Regions from separate parts of the Oryctolagus cuniculus genome. Here region 2 is linked to region 1. A link is a contact called in public Micro-C data. All regions are on one chromosome and are shown on one strand. The core of a region is the stretch at or near the end of the contact, and the rest is flanking DNA. Distances in the headings are between cores, read along the strand shown.

What was found. Hi-C and Micro-C count contacts between places; a contact is called where the count stands out from the background.
Region 2: a contact with region 1 is called in a Micro-C map of ear pinna, with 3 times the contacts expected there. The contact joins the promoter of FTH1 here to the enhancer-like site in region 1. A contact is called at or near these places in 6 of 6 Hi-C or Micro-C datasets (ear pinna, embryonic fibroblasts, liver and 3 more).

What each region holds. Positions count from the first base shown.
Region 1 is chr1:10,171,391-10,178,562 of mOryCun1.1, forward strand. No RefSeq gene overlaps it. Among named protein-coding and RNA genes, the nearest start is that of INCENP, 28 kb to the left of the region's middle. Within about 2 kb of position 4,506, at least 8 of the 8 cell types and tissues checked have an H3K27ac peak or open chromatin away from gene starts, as enhancers often do. A contact at or near this core is called in ear pinna, where this site is marked.
Region 2 is chr1:10,208,873-10,216,044 of mOryCun1.1, forward strand. FTH1 (ferritin heavy chain 1) reads left to right here and starts at 3,123. Exons shown (of 4, transcript XM_008274404.4): 1 at 3,123-4,133; 2 at 5,528-5,674; 3 at 5,976-6,101; 4 at 6,198-6,504. The coding sequence starts at 4,020. The coding sequence ends at 6,362. BEST1 (bestrophin 1) reads right to left here. Exons shown (of 9, transcript XM_051833213.2): 9 at 6,198-7,172.

The DNA of each region.
Region 1 (7,172 bases), core at 3,256-5,755:
TTTAACTTAACAGACTAGACTTTTCCCAGCACAGACCCTGCCCGCCCTCAACTGCTCCCCCCCACCCAGAATCATGAATCCAGAATCATGCTCCAGCACCTTCAGACTTTCGCCCATCCTGTCCTTTTTCCTCTTGAAACTCTGACAGCACACCCCCAGTTCCAGACACCATCATCCCACCACTACCCCTACGGCTCCAATCCCCGTGCCTCTCCCAGTACAATTCTAGGACCTTAAGCAGGAGCCAACTGGAGCCCCAGGTCCCCTGAAAAGCCCTCAGTGCTGTTCTCTGCCCCCAGTAGCCTTCTCTGCAAGGTATAGACCTTACATTGTCACCACTAACACCCAACATGGACTGGGCAGTTTTATTTACTTGAAAGGATGTTTTTTATTTGTCTTTGCCCATCTCTACCATGTTGACACCCAGCCAAGGGTGCCCTTACCAGAGCCAAGCAGGTGCTGACACCATGTTCTTCTTCTTTTTTTTTTTTAAGATCTATTTCTTTCTTTATTTAAAAGTCAGAGTTACACAGAGAGGAATGGCAGAGAGAGAGAGAAAGAGAGAGGTCTTCCATCTGCTGGTTCACTCCCCAGTTGGCCACAATAGCTGGAGCTGCACTGATCTGAAGCCAGGAACCAGGAGCTTCTTTTGGGTCTTCCATGGAGGTTCAGCCGCCCACAGACTTGGGCCATCTTCTACTACTTTCCCAGGCTATAGCAGAGAGCTGGATCAGAAGTGGAGCAGCCAGTAGTTGAACCGGAGCCCATATGGGATGCTGGCACCGCAGGTGGTGGCTTTACCCACTATGCCACAGTGCCAGCCCCACCATGTTCTTAAATTCCCAAAACTGGGGCTGATCTGTGGCACAGCAAGTAAAACCACTGCCTGCAGCACCACATCCTATATGGGCACCGGTTCAATTCCTGACTGCCCCATTTCCAATCCAGCTCCCTGCTAATGTGCCTGAGAAAGCAGCAGAGGATGGCCCAAGTGCTTGGGCCCTTACACCCACATGGGACACCAGGAAGAGGATCCTAGCTTTGGTCTAGCCCAGCTCTGACTATTGCAACCATTTGACAAGTGAACCAGCTGATGGAAGATCTCTTACTCTCTCTGTCTCTCCCTCTCTCTCTCTGTAACTTTGTCTTACAAATAAAATGAACAAACCTTTTAAAAAAAAACCTCAATAAAAAAATTCCCAGAACTTTCTTCATTAATACTCAACCCCAGGTTTTTTGTTATAGCCACAGAAAAGTGACAAACACAGCCATCCTATGTTGCTGCTGCTGACCACATGCTTGGTCAGGAGACTTAGGCATCTTGCGTTCCTGCAACAGACACCCAGAGCTGTCCAGACCACAGTGCAAGCACAGGACTGACAACTCCGACTCAGAAATGCCAGCCCTGCCATCCTGGGCCAGAGGAACACCTTCCTCCTGCTGCCACACTGAGAAGTCATGACCACCGCCTGGCGTGGCGGCGCTCCTGTATGGGCTGCTCACCTGGCCTCTATGGGTCACCCATTGCTACCGCAGCAAACCACCATGAAACTGTGGCTGAAATACACAGATCGTTGATCTGTGGCAGGCAGAAGTCAGCAGGGCCGTGCCCCTCCTGGAGGCTCCAGGGGAGAATCTGTCCCAGAGGCTGACCGGCCATGTTCACTGAGAACTCGTGGCCATGTCACCAGGGTTCTGCCTCCGTCTTCAGATCTCCCTTGGCTGAGCCTGCTGCCCACTCCTTCTCACAACCGTGTGCTTACAGACGGCATACCCAAATAATCCAAGCTAATCTCTTCCATCTCAAACCTTTAACTTCATTGTATCTCTGAGGCCTCACTGGGCACTTGAGGCAACATTCACAGGTTCTGGGATGAGGACATCAACATGTCTGGGCGCTACCACTCAGCCTCCCACAGTGCCCCACAGAGGGACAAGCACGGCCATCACATTAGTACTTGGGAACTAGTCCAGACTAATGGGAAAGCACAAATGAGAATGTAACAGAGACCTCTTTGCTCACCACTCAGCTATGTCCAGTGTAATGTCCAACATTGCACCATGTTTGCTGCCTATTGTTTCAAGTATTAAAACAAAATATTGAAGATTCAGCAAAAGCCCCCAAGGTAATCTCCCCAAGCTTTTCCTCTTTTCAAGGGGGTTCAGAAGCCAGCGTCGTGGTGCAGTGCTTTATAGTGCTGGCCACAGTGCTGGCAGCTATTGCACCGGGGACAACAGCAGAAGATGGCCAGGTTCTTGGATCCCTGCCAGACACATGAGAGACCAGAATAGAGCTCCTGGATACTGGCTTCTGCCTCGCCCAGCCCTGGCTGTTGCAGCCATCTGGGGAGTGAACCAGTGAATGGACGATCTCTCTCTCTCTTTGCCTCTGTGTGTGTGTGTTTCTCCCTCTCTTCTCCATCACTCTACCTTTAAAATAAACAAATACTAAATCTTTTTTAAAAAAAACATATAAAAAGAAAATTCAGGCATTTTCTTAAATTTAGCAATACCACCTGTAGGCATACCTTCATATTTTATATTTTAGAGTCTCTTTGCCAAATACAACTCGAAGTTGAAGTCTAATCAGTTACAGGTACACATGATGCAACCCCACAGTAATCACCTTCAGGAATGATCCTTGGCTCCACCCCTCCTGCCCCGGCCGCCACTCCACTCAGAGAGCACCAGTCCCAGGGTGGGGGTGACGTGGAAGCCGGAGTCAGCTGTTTTCTCCAAGACAGCGGTTGCCACACACAGGAAAATTCTAATACATGACACAGCCCCTAAATGCCTGGCAACCACCTCACGTGAGGCTCAGCAGGAGGAAGACAGGTGGCGCAGGGCTGGGGGAAACCCTGGCTGAGTCAGCTCCACACTCAAGCAGGACGATGGCCTCGATGGCCTCGGAGTTCCTCCTTGTTCTTTGATTGTGAAACTTAACTCTCCCCTGAGATGCAGGCCCAGGGGAAGGAATCAAGCCTGAAGGCTCTGGCAGAACTTACCCAAGAGGAACGGGAGGAGTGGGAGGCGGAGGGGGGGTGTCAAGGACGCTCCTGGCATAGGGAACAGCTCATGCAAAGAAAAGGTGGCCTGGGGCAGGTGTCTTGGCTGAAGCGTGGAGCAGATGAGAAAGGGGGCGGAGCAGCTCTTCTAGGGCCCTGTGTGACCCCCTGCAGAGCCTGCATCTTATCCTCCAGGTGATGGGGAAGGTGGGCCTGACGTAGAGGAGGGGGTCAATTTACCTGAGTGCGGATTCTGGCCATGGTACTTGATTGATGTTTATGTGGGGGAGACAGGCAGGAAGATAGGTAGGAATAGGTGAGCTGGAAGATGTCCCTGATAACGTCTGCCTCTAGCCCTTCATTGTAACTCCACCCCTTACCCATCAGTCTAGCATACCCACTTTCCCATGATGCTCCTGGTTCTCATCCATGCCCAGGAAGGAGGAGATGCCATTATGGCCGTGTGAAGGAGCGAAACTCCCAGAAAGCCTCGCACATACTAGACCTCACCCAGGCCGCACTCTATTTGTATGTTCAATTAGGGCGCCACTCTCTACCCCATAAAAGAGGCCCGAAGCGGCCTGTTTGCCTTTTGGCTTCTTGGCCCTCGTTGGTCCTTCTCCAGCCTCTCCTCATCACCATGGTCCCCGCAGGGGATCCTCTGGCCCACTCATGGCAGTGTCTCCCTGTGAGGGGCAGCCCACTCTCACACGGGAAAGGATATTCACTCTCTAAATCCCGCTGTCACTTGCGAGCTGTGTTTGTGCCTCTGCTTTGAATTCTTATCTCTGAGTGGGCAAGAACTTGGAATAAGAAAATGGAGATAGGCTGGCACCGCGGCTCACTAGGCTAATCCTCCACCTGCGGTGCCAGCACCTGGGGTTCTAGTCCCGGTCGGGGCGCCGGATTCTGTCCTGGCTGCTCCTCTTCCAGTCCAGCTCTCTGCTGTGGCCCAGGAAGGCAGTGGAGGATGGCCCAAGTGCTTGGGCCCTGCACCCGCATGGGAGACCAGGAGGAAGTGCCCGGCTCTTGGCTTTGGATCAGCGCGTGCGCCGGCCGTAGCAGCCATTTGGGGGTGAACCAACGGAAGGAAGACCTTTCTCTCTGTCTCTCTTTCTCACTGTCTAACTCTGCCAGAAAGAAAGAAAAGAAAAGAAAAGAAAAGAAAAGAAAAGAAGAAAATGGAGATACAGAGGACCATTCGATGTGACCCCTGGGAGGTCACTTGGGCCCTGTGATCCTGCCTCCTCGGTAGAACCAGCACAGCTTGCTGAGACAAGCCCCGAGGTGATGCAGTAAGAACTGCCCGGAATGGAGAATCTGGGCACCCAACGTCCTTTGCCTTCCTGTTTGTTGCTGTTACTGGAGGCGTCCACCCGGGAGGGGCGGGAGCTTTTTCCTGGCTCACTGCCAGGTTAGAGAAGCGAGGATTTGTAGCCGCAGGGCTCTGCGGGCAGATCCTTTCTTGGCGTGCCCTACAGAAGGTTCCGGGAAAGTCGCCAGGCGGTGCAGTGTGTGGTGGGAGTTTCCCAGCAGCTCAGCCTCCCAGAGAGCCAGAGAGCAGAGCTCAACAAAGCAGTCCCAGAGGCCAGGACTCCCAGCTTGCTGGGCTCCCTACCCCAGCCCTACCTTCGGCCCCCATCGCTGCCAAGTGGGTCTCACAGCAGAGCCTCGATCTTAGGAATTCGGGGCCTTTCCTTACTCTGTGTCAATCAGGGCAGAATCCACCTCTGATTTGTCTTTGTCTCCCAGCCCCGCCTCTCCTATCCCCTAGGCAAGCTAGCCGAAGCCCGCCCTGGAAGTCGCGTGACTTGGAGCTGCTGGCAGCCTCTGGGGGAGTCTCTTGTGGAGCTGGGTGCTTGGGGGCTGCTTGCTGAATGCTGCATGTGAAGCAAGCCCATTAGTGACTCCCCTGGGCCTCTCACCTGCCAGGATTACTCATGGTTCTGAGAACCGGCACAGAGGCCAGGGGACGGGGGCAGCAGCTTCCCCGTGAACACACAGCATCCTATTCATGGCTGCGGGCTCAGGGTACTGGCCCTGGGGGAAGAGGTTAGGGTTCTGGGACACACAGGCTATTAGTTAGCCCAGACTCCTGGCTTGATTTGCCATCCACAGCTAGTGCTGTCTCCTGTCCCTGCCCTGCCCACCAGCAGTGTCAGGAAAAGCTTCCTGGCACCCAGTTCCAGGGGAGGCAACTCAGCCTAGGAACTGGAGCTTGGGGAGACCCCCCGCCCCCTGCCCCACTCCTGTGGTGGGGAGAGCAAGTACTGGCCTTCATTGTCAGAAATTCCAATATCCCATCCTCTGTTTTAATCCTAGTTCAAGTTCGCCTCGTGACTTTGTGGGTGGGCACAAGTCACACGGGGTTAGATGGAAACAGGTTCCCTGGTGATCTCCCCTTGGTAAGAAACTGTGGGCCCCAACCCGACTGAAGCCAGGTGAGGGAGTCTAAGTGTTATCTGTGAATGGCAGGGTTCTTGTCTTCGTGCAAGAAAGAATTCAGGTGTGAGACAGAGAGTAGTGGAAAGTAAAGTAGCAGAGTTTATTAGGGAAGGGACATCCATAAGAAAGGATGGGCACCTCTCCAGACAGAACCTGAGAGAGAGTGCCCAGTTGCTCAGACTGGGGGACGGGGGGAGCGAGGTTACATGGTTGAGTGGAGAGATTACACCTAACCAGGCCAGGCGGCGGCTCGGCAGTGAGGCAGAGGGCTGAGCGCGCAGTCCGGTTGAGGTCGGGGTTTTTAAGGAAATGGGTCTTTGTCTTCACACATCTCCTCCTGAAACAAAAGACTTTATGGATATAAATAGAAAAACTCCTATCTGAGTTTTCTCCCTGAAGTTATCAGACAGGGGGAAGTCTGGCTGGCGCCACCCCGTTGGAGGAAAGGCAGGGAGGGCATTTGAAGTGCAGATACTGGGCTGCACCTGGAAGGTTATCAGTCAGAAGGGGCAGGGACCCCCACCTGGCAGGTTATCAGGTAGGAGGGGGCAGGGCAGGATGCAAACACTGGGCTGCCCCTGAAATGTTATCAGGATGACTTTGAGATGCATCTGCTGGACATAGACATCTTCCCTTTAGGCCTTTGTCACACACACATAAGCTCATATCTGACTTCCTACCTAACGCAAGCATGAGCAGCAGCCCTGTGCAACTCCACCTTCCAGGCAGAGAAAGCCAAAACATCCTCATTATGTGAAATCCACCCCCAGCTTGTTACCAAAATTCTGCTCCTTATCAACAGTGCTGGATCAGAATCCCAAGGACTAGGTTTGGGACAAGAGTCGCATCTATCCACAGATGAGGAGGCAGCAGATGGACGTCTCGAGAACTACCACCCTCCCCTATGAGGGCAGCTCAGGGTTTGTAAGGAGTTTGGAGAAGGAGGCGGCGCCTGGGAGCCATGACCCACAGCTCATCAGGAAATAGAGATGGGGAGCAGGAGTAAACAGCCAGACACTGAAACTGGTTGCAGGCCCAATAGCAAAGCATTTTTTATGAATTTCAAATATCAGTGCAGTTTCTTGAGAAACATGCTGAGGGAGAATTGATAGCTTGATCTTTTTTTATTTTATTTTATTTATTTGAGAGGTAGAGTTGTAGACAATGAGAGGGAGCAACAGAGAAAAAGGTCTTTCTTCCGCTGGTTCACTCCCCAGATGGCTGCAATGAGCAGAGCTGGGCCGATCCAAAGCCAAGAGCCAGGCACTTCTTTCCAGTCTCCCACATGGGTGCAGGGGCCCCAGGACTTGGGCCATCTTCCACTGCTTTCCCAGGCCATAGCAGAGAGCTGGATTGGAAGTGGAGTAGCCGGGACTAGAACCAGCTCCCATATGGGATGCCGGTGCGGCATACTGAAGATTAACCTACTGCGCCACAGCGCCAGCCCCAGATAGCTTGATTTTTAAGATTTAGGGACTGGCACTGTGGCGCAGCAGGTTAAAGCCCTGGAATGCAGTGCCAGCATCCCATATGGGCACCAGTTCGAGTCTCAGCTGCTCCACTTCCCATCCAGCTCTCTGCTATGGCCTGGGAAGGCAGTGGAAGATGGCCCAAGTCTTAAAATTAAAAAAAAAAAAAAAAGATTTATTTATTCATTTGAAAGGCAGAGCAACAGAGAGAGGGAGAAACAGAAACAGAGAGAGGTCTTCTCTCTGGTTCATT
Region 2 (7,172 bases), core at 1,873-4,372, 36 kb after region 1:
AGCAGCCTTTTCCCAGACCTGCAAGTCCTGGACTTCTGGCTCACGGATGGGAGCGGCAACCCGGCTGCCAGTGTCCAAAAAGCTGGGGGACTCTCTGACCCACTCCCAACCCCCGACATGATCCATTCAGCCACCTCATCCTGTCTTCTCCTTGCCTCTCAAATCTGCTTTCTGCCTCCTCTGCTCTTTGAGAACTAGGATAGGTGTCTCCCAGCTGGTAGCGGCCTTCTTGCCCAACTTGACGCCATCCTGAACATGTCAGCCATGCATCCATCTGTTTGTGCAAGAACCACTGAGCACCAAGGGACAAGTCCTTTGCAAAATGCTAGGAGGGCAGGGGGTGCAGAGACCAAGAAAGAAACAAGGCCCCTCTTCCAGGGGCTCACAAGTGACAGGAGCAGGGAAGACAATCAAAAAGCCCTTAGGGAAAGGTGTGGTTTATATGTTTATAGCATATATAAGGGCCTTCAGAAAGTTCACAGAAAATGCATTTTATTAAAAAGATATGCATGGATTTAAAAAATTTTTGCACCAAAACAAACTTATCTTTTTTTTTTTTTTTTTTTTTTGACAGGCAGAGTGGACAGTGAGAGAGAGAGAGACAGAGAGAAAGGTCTTCCTTTGCCAGTGGTTCACCCCCCCAAATGGTCACCGCGCTGCGGCCGGCGCACCGCGCTGATCCGAAGGCAGGAGCCAGGTGCTTCTCCTGGTCTCCCATGGGGTGCAGGGCCCAAGCACTTGGGCCATCCTCCACTGCCCTCCCGGGCCACAGCAGAGAGCTGGCCTGGAAGAGGGGCAACCGGGACAGAATCGGGCGCCCCGACCGGGATAGAACCTGGTGTGCCGGTGCCGCAAGGCGGAGGATTAGCCTAGTGAGCCGCGGCGCCGGCCTAAACTTATCTTTTAATTCTACTTTCTCATGAACGTTTTTGAGGTATTATCATGTATGTAAACACATATATATACACATGTATGTATATATCTTGGTTATTATTCAACACTTATATGACCTACAAATATCAACCCAACTTGTCATTTCAGTTTTAAGTGTTTACATCTCCCGACTCACAGTTTTCCATTTTCAAGTGGTCAAACCTGCCAACCATCCTTCTGACAGCCTTGGAAGAACACTCTCTATCCCAAATTATGAAAGATAATTTCTATATATTCTTCTCGAACTTCATAGGGTTTTTTTTGTTTTAAGGCTTGGATTTTTTTAAATCCATCTGGAAATGTATTTTTAAATACAGAGTGAGTCACCTTTTTCCACATGAGTGTCAATTGTTTCAGCATCGTTTGCTGAAGCCGTTCTTTCCTGAACCTGAAACATCACTTTAGTACACGCCGAGTTCCCATATATATAATATATATATATAGTTAGCGCTCTTACTGCATAAGCGAGTCATCCCCTGCTGTGCCAGTACCACACTGCTTATAGTACTTTCTTGTATTTTAAGTATCAGGGAAAGCTAATTAACTCTCATAATCTTTTTTTTTTTCCAAATATCTAGCAGCTCTTCTACACACTGACTCTTCCAAATGTACTTTAGATCCTTGTGTCAAGTTCCCTGCCTACACACACACACACACACACACACGTGCACACACACGCGTGCGCACACACACACACCCCTAAAACAAACCCCACTGGTTTATGGAAATTGCGTTGAATGTATAGGTTTATTCAGGGAGAATTGACATCTTTACAAAACAAAGACTGGCCACTCATTTATGGAAGTTTTTACTTTTTTTTTTTAGTCCAGCTCTCTTATTACCTGCTTTTTTAAAATTGATTTAGTAGCAGTTACAGAGAGACAGAGACACAGAATGAGAAGAGAGATTTTCAACTGCCAGCTCACTCCCCGAATGGCCACAACTGCCTAAGCTGGGCCAGGCCAAAGCCAACAGCCAGGAGTTCAACCTGAGTCTCCCACAGGAGTGCCAAGGGGCCCAGGCATGGGGATCATCTCCTGCTGCTTTCCCAGGTGCATTAGCAGGGAGCTGGATGCCAAGTGGAGCAGCCGGGACTCGAGCGGGGCCTATATGGGATGCCGGAGTCACAGACGACAGCTTAACCTGCTGCACAATGTCTTCATACATTTCATACTAACTTTATTCTTAGGTACTTTGAAGTGTTTGCTGCCAATAGAAGTGAAGTTGGCATTCTTTCATCCACACTTTTATTACCCATTCTAGCTGCTGGCTACTTTTACATAGGAAGACTCTGCATCCTGTACAAGCATACGGTGCCTACACTGGATTTTTATCCTAACAGTTTTTCCTCTGATTCAGTGCAAGGTTTCTAATAACAAAACCAACGTATCTACTGTGCACTTTACACATGCTGTTCCCACTGCCTGGCTGCCTGGAATTCTCTTCCCACCTCCCTCCCCTATTGCACCTTCCCGCTAACTTTTTTCTTCAAAGCTAGCTCAAGGATCACTTGCTTAGGGAAACCTTCCTAGCTCAAGGATCACTTGCTTAGGGAAACCTTCCTAGCTCAAGGATCACTTGCTTAGGGAAACCTTCCCTGAGCTGGCCAGACTGGGTAGGCGTCCCATTGCCTGGCAACATCTTGCTCTTCTGCAGCCCTAAAGCCAGTAACTGTTTTTCCCGGTGAAAGTAGCCTCGATTCATTTTGAAATGAACATGGTAAAACCCCCTAAGGAGAAATCACCCTAATTCTAGCTCTTCTAGTATTTCCATAGAGTTGCTTTTCAGTGGTTGGGGGGGGGGGGGCTGCAAGTCCAGCTTTATTGAGGACCCTTTTTATGTGAAACAGGCCTGCTTGGAAAACGCGTCACCTCCCAGCCAGGGCCTAGCCCGGGGCCAGCTCCAGGTCTGCCACCCACAAACGCACACCTGCGCGGCGCCGCTGCAGGACACGGCTGCAAGCCACAGACGGTGGCCCCGCGCGCCGGGCACCTGCCACCAGCCCCGCGGCCCTCTCAGCCTGGAGCCCGTGAGAAGAGGCCATCTTGCAGCCTGCCTCCAGCTCCAGTGTTTTCTTCCTTCCCGGTGACCCTGAGGTCCGCCTCTGAGTCCCCAGCGCTCGCCCCAGCGGCTCTGGTCACCCCGCGACTCCCTCTCCCTCGGGAGAGGGGTCGCTCCCTAACACGGCCCGCCCAGCTTTTGTTTGCTACGAAGCGCACCAGGAGCCATGTTTGCTTTCTGCTGAAGGCAGCTGTGGTGGCCGGAGCGAGAAGGGCGGGAGGGGAGCGGGGGACCCGACCCCAAACCGGCGGCCGTGGGGCTCCCTCCGCTTCTGCTGCCCTGGGTCCCTCGCCAGACTCTGGGGAAGAGAAAGTGGCCGTTCCCAGCCCAACTACTGACTCACTCGGCCAGCGAGGCCCCCCGGCCCACGCTGTTACCGCCCATTTTCCAATTTGCTTTACGAGGTAATTGCCTCGGGGTATGGTAACTGCTCCCCCACTGCCACGATTCTAACACCACGTCCCTGGACACCCCCCACCCCGCAGTGTCGGGACCCCCACCCGAGCTTGGGGCTCGAGAATCGTCCCGTTTCCCCCCACCCCAGTTCTAAAGCCCCCCAACCCCACTGGGCTCCAGGACGGGCTTCCTGCCTCTCCGCCCCTCTCCCTCCCAAACCCACTAATCGGGGCCTGGGGGCACAGGGACGCCTCCCCACCTCGGACCCCGGGACACCCCGCCTCTGGGGTCCCCCCCGCCCCCGCGGGGCGGGAACAGCGCGCCCACCGGAAGGGGCGTGGCCCGGCAGCGGGCAGTGCCGATTGGCCGAGGCGGGCCTGACGCCCGCTCCCGCTATAAGAGCGCGGCGGGCTGCCGTCTGCGCCAGACGTTCTTCGCCGAGAGTCGCCGCGGTTTCCTGCTTCAACAGTGCTTGGACGGAACCCGGCGCTCGACCCCCGCCCCAGCCGGCCACTCAGAGCCAGCCCTCCGCCAGCTTCTCACAGCGCCCTCGGACCGCCCGCAGGCCCTCGCCGCCGCTCCAGCTCCGTGCAGCCGCCGCCGCCGCCGCCGCCTCTCAGCCGCCCGCCATGACGTCCGCGTCTTCTTCGCAGGTGCGCCAGAACTACCACCAGGACTCGGAGGCCGCCATCAACCGCCAGATCAACCTGGAGCTCTACGCCTCCTATGTCTACCTGTCCATGGTGAGCGCGGGCGGGCCTCAGGGGCCCGGGGACAGGGCGGGGCCGGGGGCGGGCTCCCCACCGCCGCCTCCGTGCGCCCGTGTGGAAAATGGAGGCTGCTCGCCTCGCCCCGGACTGCCGCTGGCGCAGGAGTCCGGGCAGTTGGCCCGTTGCACTGTCGCCTCGGAGGACTCCTCCTTGGCCCTGACACCTCTGTATAGAGAGCCCGGCATCCTGAGACTCCAGGGTTGCAAGATTTGCAGCCTGTACAGTCACGGAGGTGGGCCCCTGCCCCCGATCACGTGTCCCGGAGCAGGATCCAGCTGCGATCCCCCTGGGTGCCGCAGGGCCCTCTGGGTAGTGGTGTCTCATGACAGCCTTGGGGGCTGGTGCACAGTGGCTTATCTCTGGGGGCCGACCCCTCTCTGAGCAACCGTCTCCACCTCTCTGCTTATCTCCAAGTCCCACTTGCATTGAACCATATCTCCAGAGATCTCCCTTCCTGCAGTCCCTGCGCCTTGGAGTGCTTTATCTTCTGTCCTTTCTTTGGAAGAGAACCCCAGAGTACTTGGTTCAAGTTGGTTCCCGGGGAAGGAATCCTCCCATGCATTAGTGAGACTGGGTTTCCGTGGGGTGGGGGGCAGTCGGGTCTAGAGTTGCCTTGTGGTTGTGCGAATTGTCCAAGAAGAGGCAGGTTCCAAGCAGAGCTGAAAATGGATGGACCCTGGGTTTCTGTGACTGCCCGTTCCCTTTCAGCATCACTCAAACACAGCAAGTGTCCAAAGCTGAAAAATCTGATTTTTTTTTCCTTTCTGCTGATAATATGTGTATGCCAATATATTGCCCACAGTTGTCATCTTGGTGTTAATATTTAAATCGGCAGCCCGCTGTACAGTTGGCAGGTTGTAGCATGGTTGATCAGGGAGGAAGGGAAGAGGGGACAGAAGTGCCAGGTACATACTCTGCCACCCGCCCCAAACATGGCACTGTGTTAATACAGATGCTTAAGACACTGCTTGGGGCCGGTGTTGTGGCACAGCCGACACGGCTGCAACCGCGGCATCCCGTATGAGCGCCGGCTCCAGGCCCAGCTGCTTGACTTCCAGTCCAGCTCCACGCCACTGTGCCTGGGAAAGCAGTGGGCCCTTGCCACCCCCATGGGAAACCCTAATGGAGTTCCTGGCACCTGGCTGCTGCCCGATCCGGCCCCGGCCGTTGCAGCCATTTGGGAACTGAAACAGCAGATGAAAGATCTCTCTCAGCGCTCCCTCCCTCTAACTCTGCCTTTCAAGTAAATAAATCTTTAAAAAAGACACTCTGTGCCCAAGGCAATTCCATGGTGTACTGCCCGTGGCCATCGGCAGCTTCCTTCCCTGGGGAATCCCTGACGGACTGTGTCCATGTTCTTCTTTCAGTCTTACTACTTTGACCGTGATGATGTGGCTTTGAAGAACTTTGCCAAATACTTCCTCCACCAGTCTCACGAGGAGAGGGAACACGCTGAGAAACTGATGAAGCTGCAGAACCAGCGAGGGGGCCGGATCTTCCTTCAGGACATCAAGGTGAACAGCTCTTGGGGTGCTTTGTGACCAGCAGCGTCCGAGTGTCAGAAATCACTTGGACAGTAGCACCTGCCCTCATTTATCAAACGGCGACGCAGCGGGCTTATGCCCTTTGTGTCTTCTTGGGCCTGCCATCTAGACTCAGGTAGAAAAACAGTAACGGTCAAGGACCGGAAATTGGAAGCCGTTGTCAGGGGAAACTTGGATGTCCCCTTGACCAAAGCGTGGTGGTTGTGGTAGGTGCCTGCTGCCCTGAGTTGGGTTAACTGGCAGATGCACTGACCTGTCTCCTCCCATTCAGAAACCAGAGTATGACGACTGGGAAAGTGGACTGAATGCAATGGAGTGCGCACTGCACCTGGAAAAAAGTGTGAATCAGTCACTGCTGGAACTGCACAAACTGGCCACGGACAAAAATGACCCCCACGTGAGTATGGGCAACCCAGGGAACACGTGGAGGAAGTTACTTGCCTGAGGGTTGGAAAGCTGACCAGTTACCGTTCTTCCCTGCCCTGTTTTCCAGTTGTGTGACTTCATTGAGACGCATTACCTGAATGAGCAGGTGAAGTCCATCAAAGAACTGGGTGACCACGTAACCAACTTGCGCAAGATGGGAGCCCCCGAATCTGGCATGGCAGAGTATCTCTTTGACAAGCACACCCTGGGACACAGTGATAACGAGAGCTAAGCCTTAGGCTCGCTTCCTGGCTGTGCACCACAGCAGTGCCTGCATGTCGGGGCTGCCTTTACCTTTTCTAGACATTGTACCAAACATCCACCTGCATACTTTAATTTGTACCATTCCTTCAAATAAAGAAATTTGGTACCCAGCTGTCTTGGAGATCACGGGATGGGCCTGTAGTCTCTTTAGGCTGTCTTCCACATCCATTAAATGTCAGGAACAGTCAACACCAATCAAAATGAGACACCTAGGAGAATATTTGTTTTTATTATATTAAACTCTTTAGTTTGGGAAAGATACTAAGGTACAGGTATGATCAATTCAGGTAAGAGTAAAGACTTGGGATTCGGGTTCTGTTCTGAATTGTGTGTTTCCAAAGATTCATTCTCACTTCCACAGTGTGCAGGGCAGAAAGACTGAAGTAGTCCAGGACTGCTTCCTTTTGTTAACCGTTCAGCTAACCGTTAGTAATCCAGGCCATCATAGGAATGTGGTCTTCAGCACGGACTGCTGTGTGGCTGTAACTCATCAGTGTCCTCCTAGTGGACACGCGGGTGAGGACCAGGCGGGAGAAGAGTCTCCCCTAGGAAACAGGTCAGGAATGTGCTTCATCCCTGTGGGTAATTTGAGACAGTTAACAGCGTGCCTGTCGGCACCCCCTTCATTTCAGTACTAGTTTCGTGGTAGGAGGGCTAAGCTAAGGTTGAAACATCTTAGAATTCTTAACATTCCCTGACTGACACCCCAGGTCATTTAGAGAATTTCCTGTCTAGCCCTAGGAGCAAGCCTAAAATTGGTGCCCTTTTTAAGTTTTTC